2 separate regions of the Gossypium hirsutum genome follow, and region 2 is linked to region 1. A link is a contact called in public Hi-C data. All regions are on one chromosome and are shown on one strand. The core of a region is the stretch at or near the end of the contact, and the rest is flanking DNA. Distances in the headings are between cores, read along the strand shown.

What was found. A called contact is a pair of places that touch in the nucleus more often than the background predicts.
Region 2: a contact with region 1 is called in a Hi-C map of leaf, with 2.4 times the contacts expected there. The contact joins the enhancer-like site here to the promoter of LOC107954615 in region 1. A contact is called at or near these places in 5 of 34 Hi-C or Micro-C datasets (leaf and petal).

The regions. Positions count from the first base shown.
Region 1 is chrA07:39,574,960-39,580,694 of Gossypium_hirsutum_v2.1, forward strand. LOC107954615 (probable arabinose 5-phosphate isomerase) reads left to right here and starts at 4,049. Exons shown (of 3, transcript XM_016890228.2): 1 at 4,049-4,876; 2 at 5,205-5,428; 3 at 5,540-5,735. The coding sequence starts at 4,223. The coding sequence ends at 5,696.
Region 2 is chrA07:39,755,122-39,761,033 of Gossypium_hirsutum_v2.1, forward strand. LOC121231904 (a long non-coding RNA gene) reads left to right here. Exons shown (of 4, transcript XR_005930057.1): 4 at 194-534. Among protein-coding and RNA genes, the nearest start is that of LOC121231904, 4.1 kb to the left of the region's middle. Within about 2 kb of position 4,635, at least 2 of the 9 cell types and tissues checked have an H3K27ac peak or open chromatin away from gene starts, as enhancers often do. A contact at or near this core is called in leaf, where this site is marked.

The sequences.
Region 1 (5,735 bases), core at 2,799-5,298:
TGAACCATAGGAATAGATTAAGATACGGATGACATGTCATTAGAGGTTCTTATTGTTTTAGGTGTTGGTCCGTATGTCCTACCGGTGGCTGAGTTATCTAGCATGTGTTGCAGATTCTCGTCAGCTTGTGTGAGCAGCACCGTATAGTTAAATCATGACCGTCAGCTTGTGTGAACAGACCCGTTGATAGCTCGAGAGTGAGCATTATTGAGATATGATATTGAGATAGCTTTGGGTATGTATTGGCACTTTGGTGTGAGATTTATTAAGATAGCTTCGGCTATATATATTGGCACTCAGGGTGCGAGATTCCCAAGTATCTTGTATTATTCCAAATGGTTCAACGGATATATTGAAGATATGAAATGGTGAAAATAGATACGTATCAATACAGGTATGTACAAAAATTGAGTATGCATTGTACGAAAACTGAGTATGCATCGAATATATGAAAGAATTGAGTTCATGGTTAAATAGATGATGGAATACATGTTAACATTGTGGTTAAATGTTTTGTAGTATGTTATATGTATATTTTGAATAGTAAATAAATGGTGGGTTTTGCTTATTATTTTCATATGAGCTTACTAAGCTTTATAGCTTACATTATTTATTTTTCTGTGTTTTATAGTGAAATCAAAGCTAGCTCGAATTCGGGAGTATCAGAGACTTCATCACACTATCCAACTATCCTCTTGGTACTTTTGAACTTAAGTATATTGAGTATATGACATGTATAGGAATTTTGGTCAATTTGGTTATGGATTGATAATGAATTTAGCCATTTGAATTGGTTTGTAAATGCTTTGGTTTGGTATATAGCCATGAGATTTGGCTTAATTAGGTTGTTTTGGTTGTGTATATATATGTGTATATGGCTTGGGTTAGGTGTTTAAATATGGTTATGTTATGCATATTAATTTTTGGTAACTATAGATATTAAATGATTGAGAATTGAATTTGGTATGCTTGTGAGATTAGGCTTGATGATGCAAAAATTGGGAGTGTTCATATTGATGATTTGAGTTTATGAGTTTTGGTATGAAATTGAATGGCATATTGTGGTATTGTTGTGATATGTATTGGTTGGCTTTGAAATGGTATAATTTATGCTTGGTTGAGAGTAGATGAATGCTAATATATGCCATGTTTTGATGCCAAATGGATTGTTTTAGGTATGTGCAAAGTTGGATGGTAAATTGGCTTGGTAAATAGCCTATTTTTGTCCACACGGGCAGAGAAACGAGCGTGTGTCTCAGCCATGTGTGACACACGATCAGGTTGCACAGCCATATGTCCCCTGGTGTTGAAATTGAAATCAAGTTAGTATTCTCCACACGGCCTAGCACACGGGTGTGTGTCTTGGCTGTCTGGTATAAGTCAGTATACCCTATAGGTTTGGCACAGCTTAGCACACGGCTTGGCACACGGCCGTGTGTAGCCATATCTTAGGGTACAGGGGCGTGTATGTTGGCCGTGTGACCCAAGTCACAGAGTTACACGGGGTAAGACATAGGCTAGAACACGGCCATGTGCTTCCATTTCGAATGTCCACACGAACTGTGACACAGGTGTGTCTTTGGCTGTGTGAGACACACGGCTGGGCTACATGGGCGTGTGTCCTCTGTTTTTAGCAAAAATTTTCTAAGTGTTTCAAAGATTTCCTAAGTTATCGGTTTAGTCTTGAACCACTTCTAAAGCATGTTTAGGGCCTTGTAGGCTCGTATTAGGGATAATATGATTGAGTTTGAATGATGATTATATGAAATTGAAAAAAAAAGTACATGAAATGTATGTTTATTTGGGTTATAAGTCCGGTAATGCTTCGTAACCCTATTTCGGCGTTGAATATGGGTGAAGGGTGTTACATGATTTCCTTTTGCTAAGGTTTTCCTAAGGTGGCCGGCCAAAGGAAAGTATTGACAAAGTCTTTATTGGCTAAAGAATGGAAGGGAAATGGAATGGCTATGCAAGGGGAGAAGAGAGCTAGAGAGGAAATGAGAGAATGCTTAATGAATGAATGGATTAAAGGATATAAGGGATGATTTGAGAAGTGGAAAGGTATGTGCTATTTATAGGTGAAGCCAAGGGTAAAGTTTGCTAAAAATAAAATTCAAAATCCCTCTCTTTTCTCTCATACATGGCCGGCCACAATTGTGGAAAAGGGGATGACTTGGTTGCTTTTTTTTGAATTCAAAACAATGCTATTAATAGCCATAAGGTGGATGGTTTCAAAGGGTAAACTTGTGCGCTGATTTCTGACATTTTTCTAACTATAGGGACCTTCAAGAAAATATCCCAAAGCTTATTCTTGGGCAGCCATTTACTTGTGCCGAAATTGGGTTTTAATTCCTCATTGTTAGACAGTTTCTCTGTCCAATAATTAATCAAATACATTCATCTTTTAGCAAATCTTTTACAAGGTCAATTAACACATTTATGATCTAGTTTTGCATGGTATTGTCGAAATGAAGTCGATGTGTGCATATCCATACATCATTTGTGTTAATCACATCTTCCATGGTCCTTCTGCGTAGTGAAAATTCACATATTAATATTTACCATGAAAATAATATAAATTATATACAAAAATCATGTAATTAAGCATAATTTCACATACTTTATGAATTCATGTCAACTATTAATAATTAAGTAAAATTCACTTATTTTAATAACAATTCCTCAAGATTAATATATTTATTAAGTTAAAAGGTGGTAAAAATATATAGAAAAATGCTATATAATTTTGAGTTTACAACTTGTTCAACCAAGATTCTTGTACCTCTCCCTATAAATAGATGGCATAAGTTGACCTAACATCAATTTTTGATACTCTGTTATTATGCAAAAAAATAGTAAAAAATTATTATTTAAGAATAAATTCTATTTTTTTAAGAATTACGATAATTTTCTATTTCTATTAAGAGAAATTACTTTGGTACTAAAAGTAATTACATTATTTTTTTTTATTGTTTAGTGACTAACTCAAATTCTTCTCGCACAAATACTAAAATCGTTCTTTTTAAGTGGTTTTTCCAACCATGGGGCAGCTTTTGCATAAATTTGTAGGTATAAGAAATTCTGGCTATTATTGAATTAAATAATTGGTGTTTTTAGATTTTCTTAAACTAATACTTAGAAAACTTTTATAACTTATTTTGAAATTATTTATTTTTAATTGAATTTTGAAGTTTTTTTTTAAATTATAACTTTTGTACTTTGAAATTTTTTCTAAAATTTGAAAACTTTTCTATTTTTTTAAAGTATTATCTAATTTTTTGTTTAAAGATTTTTATTCTATTTTTAGGTTTTCTTTTTTATTTTGAATGTTTAATTTTTTATAATTTTGAAATTTTGTATTAATTCTTTTTTTTAAATAGTTTATTGAAATTTTTATAAAATTTAAATTATTAACGAACATAAGATGTAAGAAAATATAATGTCAAATCGGCAAAAATCAACCACATATACTGTCATGGGGACAAAAACTGAAGTCAACATCAGCTAATTATCTCAAGATTTAATGGTGTCATCGTGAATAACAAAAGCCATTAGTAAAATTTTTTTTATGAATTTCGAAAATGGTTTATTACAATAAAAAATATAAGAACTTGTTTTATATAATTATTTATATAATTTATTTAAGTTATACAATTATAATAAAAATAATTAGATTTGAAGTTGGATCAAAAATTTAATTTGATAAAGTTTCTACATGTATTTCTAGATATCCTTTTCTAAGAGATGACACTTTAGATATCCCGTTTTTACTATTTTTTTCTTCTTTACTTCTTCATTAGAACAGCCTTTCCTTCTTTCTCTATTTTTGTTGATATTGTATATCAACCATTTATATGTTTTTCTTGAAATAATAGTTTAATTATAATAAAAATATATTAATTGGGTTTTAATTCATTATAATGTGATTTTTTTTTTTGATTTAAAAGTTTAACGAAATGTATGTAGAAGTAAAAATTATATAAAAGATATATTTGCCTAAAGAATGTAGAGATCAACCAATTTAGCAGTGCCTGCCGACACATATTGAGAGGAGTCGTCCAAAAGTAGACAATCTATTCTTTACCGACAAAAATAATGAAGGGCCAAATCAACCCAAAAAAAAAGGGCCCAATATAGGCCAATAATAATACCATTCCACCACTCTCTTTTCTTCATTTCTTTGCAAATAATACCATCGGATCGGATCTGAAACAAAACAACAATGGGATCGCTTCCTCCGTCACTAGACCTCCCACCGCCGCCGTCCAAAAATCCCCAACATGAGCGGGTTTCCGAAACTACCCTTTTCAATCTCTTCAAAGCCCAACAAGGCCACCTCAATTACTTCTTCCAGAACCTCGATTTGTCCCAAGCATTGTCTTTCACTGAAACCCTCCTTAATTCTCAGGGCACCATTTTCTTCTCTGGTGTCGGAAAATCCGGATTCGTCGCCAACAAGATCTCCCAGACCTTAGTTTCTCTCGGCATCCGCTCCGCTTTCCTCTCCCCTCTCGACGCCCTCCACGGCGACATTGGCGCGCTCTCCGCCACCGACATCCTCGTCCTCTTTTCGAAATCCGGCTCCACTGAAGAACTCCTACGTCTCATCCCCTGTGCTAGAGCCAAGGGGGTTTATATCATTTCGGTCACCTCCGTCCCCAACAATGCCTTGGCAAACGCTTGCGATATGAACGTGCATCTTCCGTTGGAGAGGGAATTGTGTCCGTTTGATTTGGCGCCGGTTACTTCGACAGCGATCCAGATGGTTTTCGGAGATACGGTGGCAATCGCGCTTATGGGAGCTAGGAACTTGACTACGGATCAATACGCGGCCAATCATCCTGCTGGTCGGATTGGGAAAAGCCTTATTTTTAAGGTTTGTTTGATTAAATGCTGGCTTTCTGATCAATGTCTTCATAAAATTTAATTGCTTTTGTTTATGAGATGCTGGATCATTAGTGGGTTTTTTTTTCTTTCTTTTAAGTTGGCTGCCCATAATTGTTTAAGATTCTTTATGTTTGCTGTTGAATGATCGATATAAGAAACAGTAGACATAAGTTTGATGGATTTAAGAGAACTACCTTCAGGTTCATGTCATTTCAATTAAATCGAGATTTGAAGCTGAATTTTTTTTCTATTTCAGTTCATTTTGTTTTCAGATTTATTGGACTTGTAGACTGATGGATTGGTGCTATCATATGTAGGTAAAAGATGTAATGAAGAAGCAAGATGAGCTTCCAGTTTGCAAGGAAGGAGATTTGATAATGGAGCAGCTGGTGGAGCTTACTAGGAAAGGATGTGGGTGCTTGCTGGTTATAGATGAGGAATATCACTTGCTTGGCACATTTACAGATGGTGATTTGCGGCGTACGCTTAAGGCTAGCGGAGAAGCCATATTCAAGCTCACCGTGGGTGAAATGTGCAACAGGTAAACCAAATGGCGAATGCCCATAACTATTGTAGTAACTTCTTGAGTTTCTTTCTGATGTTTTCAATCAAAGTGACTTAAAACCCTCATTTGTTTGTATCACTGTATCAGGAAACCAAGAACCATTGGTCCGGATGCAATGGCAGTGGAAGCCATGCAAAAGATGGAATCACCACCATCTGCTGTACAATTTCTGCCTGTAATTGATCGTCAAAATACCTTGATCGGTATTGTCACATTGCATGGATTAGTTTCAGCTGGTCTTTGAAATATACGGTCTTGTGTGGTTTTGAATGTTGATACCCTG
Region 2 (5,912 bases), core at 3,385-5,884, 180 kb after region 1:
TGGATGTAATATTAAGCCTTGTGGACATTACATAAGAATTACATATATTTCATTTCCTCCAAACTTTTAAACCATTTGGTTTTCATTAAGTACTTTGAATAATATAGACGCTGTTTCAGTCTAGCAAAGTCAGAGTGCTTTTTAGATTTTATCATAAGGTGCCTAATTTTAACTCCTCTTTTTAAAAATGCAGGAGATGTTAGTCCCCTTGGAGAAGAAGCATCTTCCGTTTTCACCTTTTGATGGGAGGTTTCACCTTCATGACTTGATTGAATCTGGCATGGTTGTTCAGGTTTCAAAAGATTATATTCCACTTGCAGTGAGAATTGGATAGTGTTGCTTTTCTTTTGGTTCAGTTTTGAATATGAGGTGTAGCTACTAACTCATTTAATCAGCTTTTTATGCTTTATATCTTCTGTTAATAAATTGATAGAAACTTATTATCAAGTTGACGATTGAACAAACAACCATTTTCTTGCACTCATGTGCGTATGCATGGATGAATGCAAGATGAAGTGAGTATCTTATCTTTTACATCTTGTATCATTTATTTATTTATTTAGCAACTTCCATGATTGGTTAAACTACTGTAAGGCTTAACACTAATAATATCTCAGTTGAATGCTTGTCATGATGATGAATTGCAAATTCAGTATTTCTTTTTAAAAGTGAAGTGAGCAACTCTAAATGACCTTTATACAGTTATGCGGGCCTGGACCTTAACTGAGAGAAGTTGAATATGTATACCAAAGATATTAGCACATGTGGTAAACATTGGAATGCTAATGCTACTGAAAATCTCCCCCCCCCCCCTTTTTTTCTCTTTTTAAAAAAAAAGATTTTTTTCAAGGTAAAAATTTGTTGTTATACATTCATGGGTATCAACTCCATTTGTAAGCACTTGCATTCATAAATATGTGTGTGTATCCTTGAAATATTAAACATAAAATATTGTAATATATATGATCAAATACTTAGAAATTCTCTAGTATTACTGAAAGTAGTCAAACAAATAAAGAGGTTATGAGACTTTTCTTTTATTAGAAAATTCTTAAAATAAACCTTTTAAATCAAATTTAAGTGGAAGATAGAAGCCGGTTATTTGGTTAATGTTAACTAGAAAGGCTCTTCGAATGACCAACTTATATGCCTTATCTCCGCAAAAATAAAAAATAAAAAAATTGACTTTTCCAGTTCATTTATAATTCAATTTGACCAAGAATTGAGATTTTTATCTATATACCTAAGATAAGAATCGATGGGGGTAAAGAATTTATATCAAATTGTAAGATGGTATGGAGAACCTAAGGGTTTGGACGGTGTAGCTGCCACCTACTGGAATCTTCAAAATTTAGAAGTATTATATTGGTGTAGCTGCAACATTTAGTTCTAAATTTATATTGTTGTAGCAAGAATCTCCAAAGAAAATATTTTGGTTAGCTTGTCAACCTACGTAAAGAGAGAAAGCCCTTGATACGGTCTTATACTAACTTGGCTGATATGCCTTGAGGCTTAAAAGTTTTGGCAATTGATGAAATTAGTTGCTCAAAAGTAAGGGTATCAACCTTGTATCAGAGATAAATACATTCTTGAGGAAGTCAACTATGTTTTTAGGGATTGTATTTTATTTGACGATAGATGATTTTTACAATGGCAAATATGATACCTTATGAAAAGCTATGAGAGTAGTCATCTTGTTGTGAGATGGTCATTCATACAATAGCTCACACATTTTGCGGACAACATTGGCATGAGTTATCTCGCGAACAGGCTAAACGTGAGAAGAATGGTGGACTGTCAGTTGACAAACTGTCGAGTGGACAACCTTTGGCGAACTATTTGGCAGACTGTCCAAATATGAATAGACGAGTGAATACACAAGACCCGAGTTGTCTTGCAAATCAACATGCAAGCTATGAGGCTGCGAACTATCCCGAAGCTTTTGATACAAGTTAACAAGTTGTCAACTTGTTTAGAGAATTTGTTAGATTATTTTATTTATCTTTAATTTGATAGGTTAATATAAATAGTGCTAACTAGACAGAAATTAGCCAATAAGTAATCCCGTGTACTTAGACTTGTCAAGTTGTAGTTGATAAATTTTCCTATTTAAAGTGTATACTTTGAATGTAAAAACAGTATTAAAAAACTAGTAATGAAAACAGGTCATATTTGATTGATAATTTGATATGTATATCTTTTCTTTCTTAGGCTAAAAACCAACAATTGGTATTTAGAGCCCGTCATCTTTGAGGGCCTTTGATTTGTTAAGACAGAAAGAAAGAACAACCTCTATTTCCTTGTTATTTTTGCAAAAAATATCTTCAACTAGCTTTACACCTCTTTCGCCATCAATTTTTAATGGTGAAAACTATCATATTTGGGTAGTCAAGATAAAGACCTACTTACAAACTTATGACTTATGAGAGGTTGTGAATGTAGATGTAGAGCCACCACCATTGCGAGCTAATCCAACGATAGCACAAAGCAGGTAGCATAATGATGATAGTGCTAAGAAATTCAAGGCGATGTCATGTCTTCAAAATGGTGTTTTTGATGTTATTTTTACTAGGATCATGGCTTGTGAGACCCCAAAGCAAGCTTAGGATTAGCTGAAAGAAGAGTTTCAAGGTACAGAGAAGACAAGACAACAACAGATTATCAACTTGTGGTGGGATTTTGAGAATTTGAAAATGAAGGAGTCTGAAACTGTTCAAACAATATTATGACAGAATCATGGTTGTTGTAAGCAACATAAGATTGCTTGAAGATAAGTTTCCTGATAGCAGGTAGTCTTTTGAATACATAAGACTCGCGAATACACAAGACGTAAGTTGTCTTGTGAATCAACATGCAAGCTATTACGCTGTGGACTATCCCGAAGCTTTTGATACAAGCTAACTTGTTTAGAAAAGCTATTAGATTATTTTATTTATCTTTAATTTGATAGGTTAATATAAATGGTGCTGATTAGATAGAAATCAATCAATAAGTAATCTCATGTGCCTAGACTTGCCAACTTATCAAATTGCAGTTGGTAAATATTCTTATTTAAAGTGTATACTTTAAATGTAAAAAGAGTATTAGAAAACCAATAATAAAAATAGCAAGTCACATTTGATTTCTTTCTTAGACTAAAAACCAACAAATCGAAGATGTTGGATAAGGAGTTGATCTTAGAGAAACTTATGCTTCTATTCTGTCATTACTTACCCTACAGCTGTGAATTCTTCTCATTGACTGAGTTTGCAAGTATCACCATCTATGAGAACTGCTATTAAATCTTCCGAGTTTAGTGCATCTGATATTGGTACATCAATTTGTATTGTCACACTAACTAGAGAGAGAGAGAGAGTAGGACCTGCAAGCTTTTGGAGTCTTGTGATATGACTTCTATAGGCTTATATGGAGGACTGGATTCTTGTTGCCCGCTCCTCATAATTAGGAAAATTAATTGTTAAATGATTATCTTTTGGGGTCCATGATGTTTTAGACTTTATGGTCATTAATAACTAGGAGTTTGTCATATTTGCATTGATTTCTCTTAAAATGAGATAAGAATTGTTCCAAGGACATTAATCATATTAGACTATGATACCTTTTCATTTATAGGTGGATAGCGTTCGTTAATGCATGCCTTAACAATTTGCTTCAACAATAAAAGCATGTCGTGTGATATTGGCCAGAATCTAGTTTATACTTAATCCTAAGATTTCTTCAGTATAATGCATTTGATCTGATTGCATTGTACTTTTTTTTACTATCTTGGATCAGCTGTGCTCGAGTATGCTGTTTATAGAAATATTAATGTGTAAATTGAATGTGAGGGTGATAGCATTGACGCATATGGACAAGTGTGCTGGTTTATTACTAGCTTCGGAACCGGTTTCTTATATTAAGACATTGCTCAATTGATTATTTATACATTTATCTGAGAACACTTCTAGTAGTGGTATGAACTCATTTGCTTTTTTATTGTATTGTAGGATGATTTGGATGGAATTCTATCCAAAACCATGTAAGGGAACTTAATAATTAAAATTTTGTTTGGACATGAATTGCTTGAATTATATGAAATTAAGCTGCCCTAACCAAAAGTATGACTAAATTAGCATCCAGGCAGCTTCCTCTTCCACTTCCGGCCAAAAGTCGATCCCTTTCGTACCATGGAAAACAGTAAGGTTAATATGCGTTAAATTTTTTTATTCTTCGTAAATTTAAAATTTAATCACTATACTTTTATTTCTTAAAATATAGTCATTCTATTTTTTCAGATTTTAAAATTCAGGTCCAACTTTAACACTATTAAAATTATTTTTTAATTTTAGGTTTGTTATGACATTATTTTTTTAGTTACATTATTATTAAATATTTTTTAAAATTTTAATGACCAAAAAAAATAACAATATTAATAATTAAATCTAAATTTTAAAATTTTAAAAATAAATAAATAAAATTCTTAAAAATAAAAATATAAAAACTAAATCCTAAATCTTTCAATACATAGACACATTTTAACCAAACAATAATGTAATTGGCTTGGCAGTTTTCATCCACGTGGATTTATCAATCATCTGAATGCTGACCACTAAGCACAACAACCCAGCCCAGCCCATGGGGCTGATGTCTATCTCCTCCATATCCAGCCAATACCATCATTTCTTGCAAGCTCACACTGGATCACAGCTCATGGTTTAGCCCTTGAGCGGTGGAATTTGGCTATTTGTATTTTATTAGTGCATCATCATAATCGTAATTAAAGTATAACTTATTTATTTAAGTTTTGATATATTAATAATTTTGAGTTAATATTTGATATAGTAATAATTTTGAATTAATATTTAATATATTAACAATATATATTTTTTAACTTCATAAATAAAATTAAAAAATTATTATATGTCTTTATATATATATATATTTAATACTTTAACATATTTTATGGGACACTTATCATCATTTTAATCTTATTTGTGAAGTTTAAAAATTTCATTAACAGTGTAATAATATTTTTTCCAATAACTTTTGTTATGAATATTTGGTGAGCATTTGTCAATTAATAGTATATATTTTTTTATCTCAAAAGTATTTTTAAAAAATTGACACGTGTATCTTTTTTTAGAAAATAATATACATTTTTAAGACACTTATCTACCCTTTAACCTTATTTATGGAGTGAAAAAAATACACCAATGTTGTACTAAATATTTTTCATGTATATTTGAATATAATCATGTATCCTTTCTTATGATATTTTCTTTTTTCTTTTATATTAATTTATATCTACTAATTAAAGTAAGGTGTTAGCCGTCTCTCATGATTTTTTTTATTACCTAAAAAATGAATTTGGATTATAATTAATTTGTTAGACTAAAATTCACATACGTCGAAAATATTTTGATAGAATTAGATATCTTTCCATTACAATTATATATAATAAAATTTAAATTTAGGCACTCAAGAATTTAAAGCTTTAATCTTTACCAATATTTCTAAACCTCCCTAACTTTTGATTGATAAGAGTTTATTTTCATTTTAATTAAATAAACTTGATATGAAATAATAAGTTGATTGGGTTATGTAATGCTTTCAAAAGTTCTCACGCCCTATTGGGTTTTTTAGGAGCAAATTAAATTAGGCAAAACATAGTTCAATGAACTTAGGACTCTATTTGACCACATAACATATAATCATCCGTGAAGCTTTTTAAAATATTTTTAGGGGATTAAAAATATAAAATACTGTAATTTCAAATTTAGATATAAATTGTGGAGTTTTTTTTTCTTTTTTTTAAATATACAACATGAAATTAAAAAGAAATCCCTATAAAAGAATATCAAAGATGACGAAAAGAAACAAGAATCATTTTGACTGATCTTATCAATCACACACGATGGCGTACAATGAATATT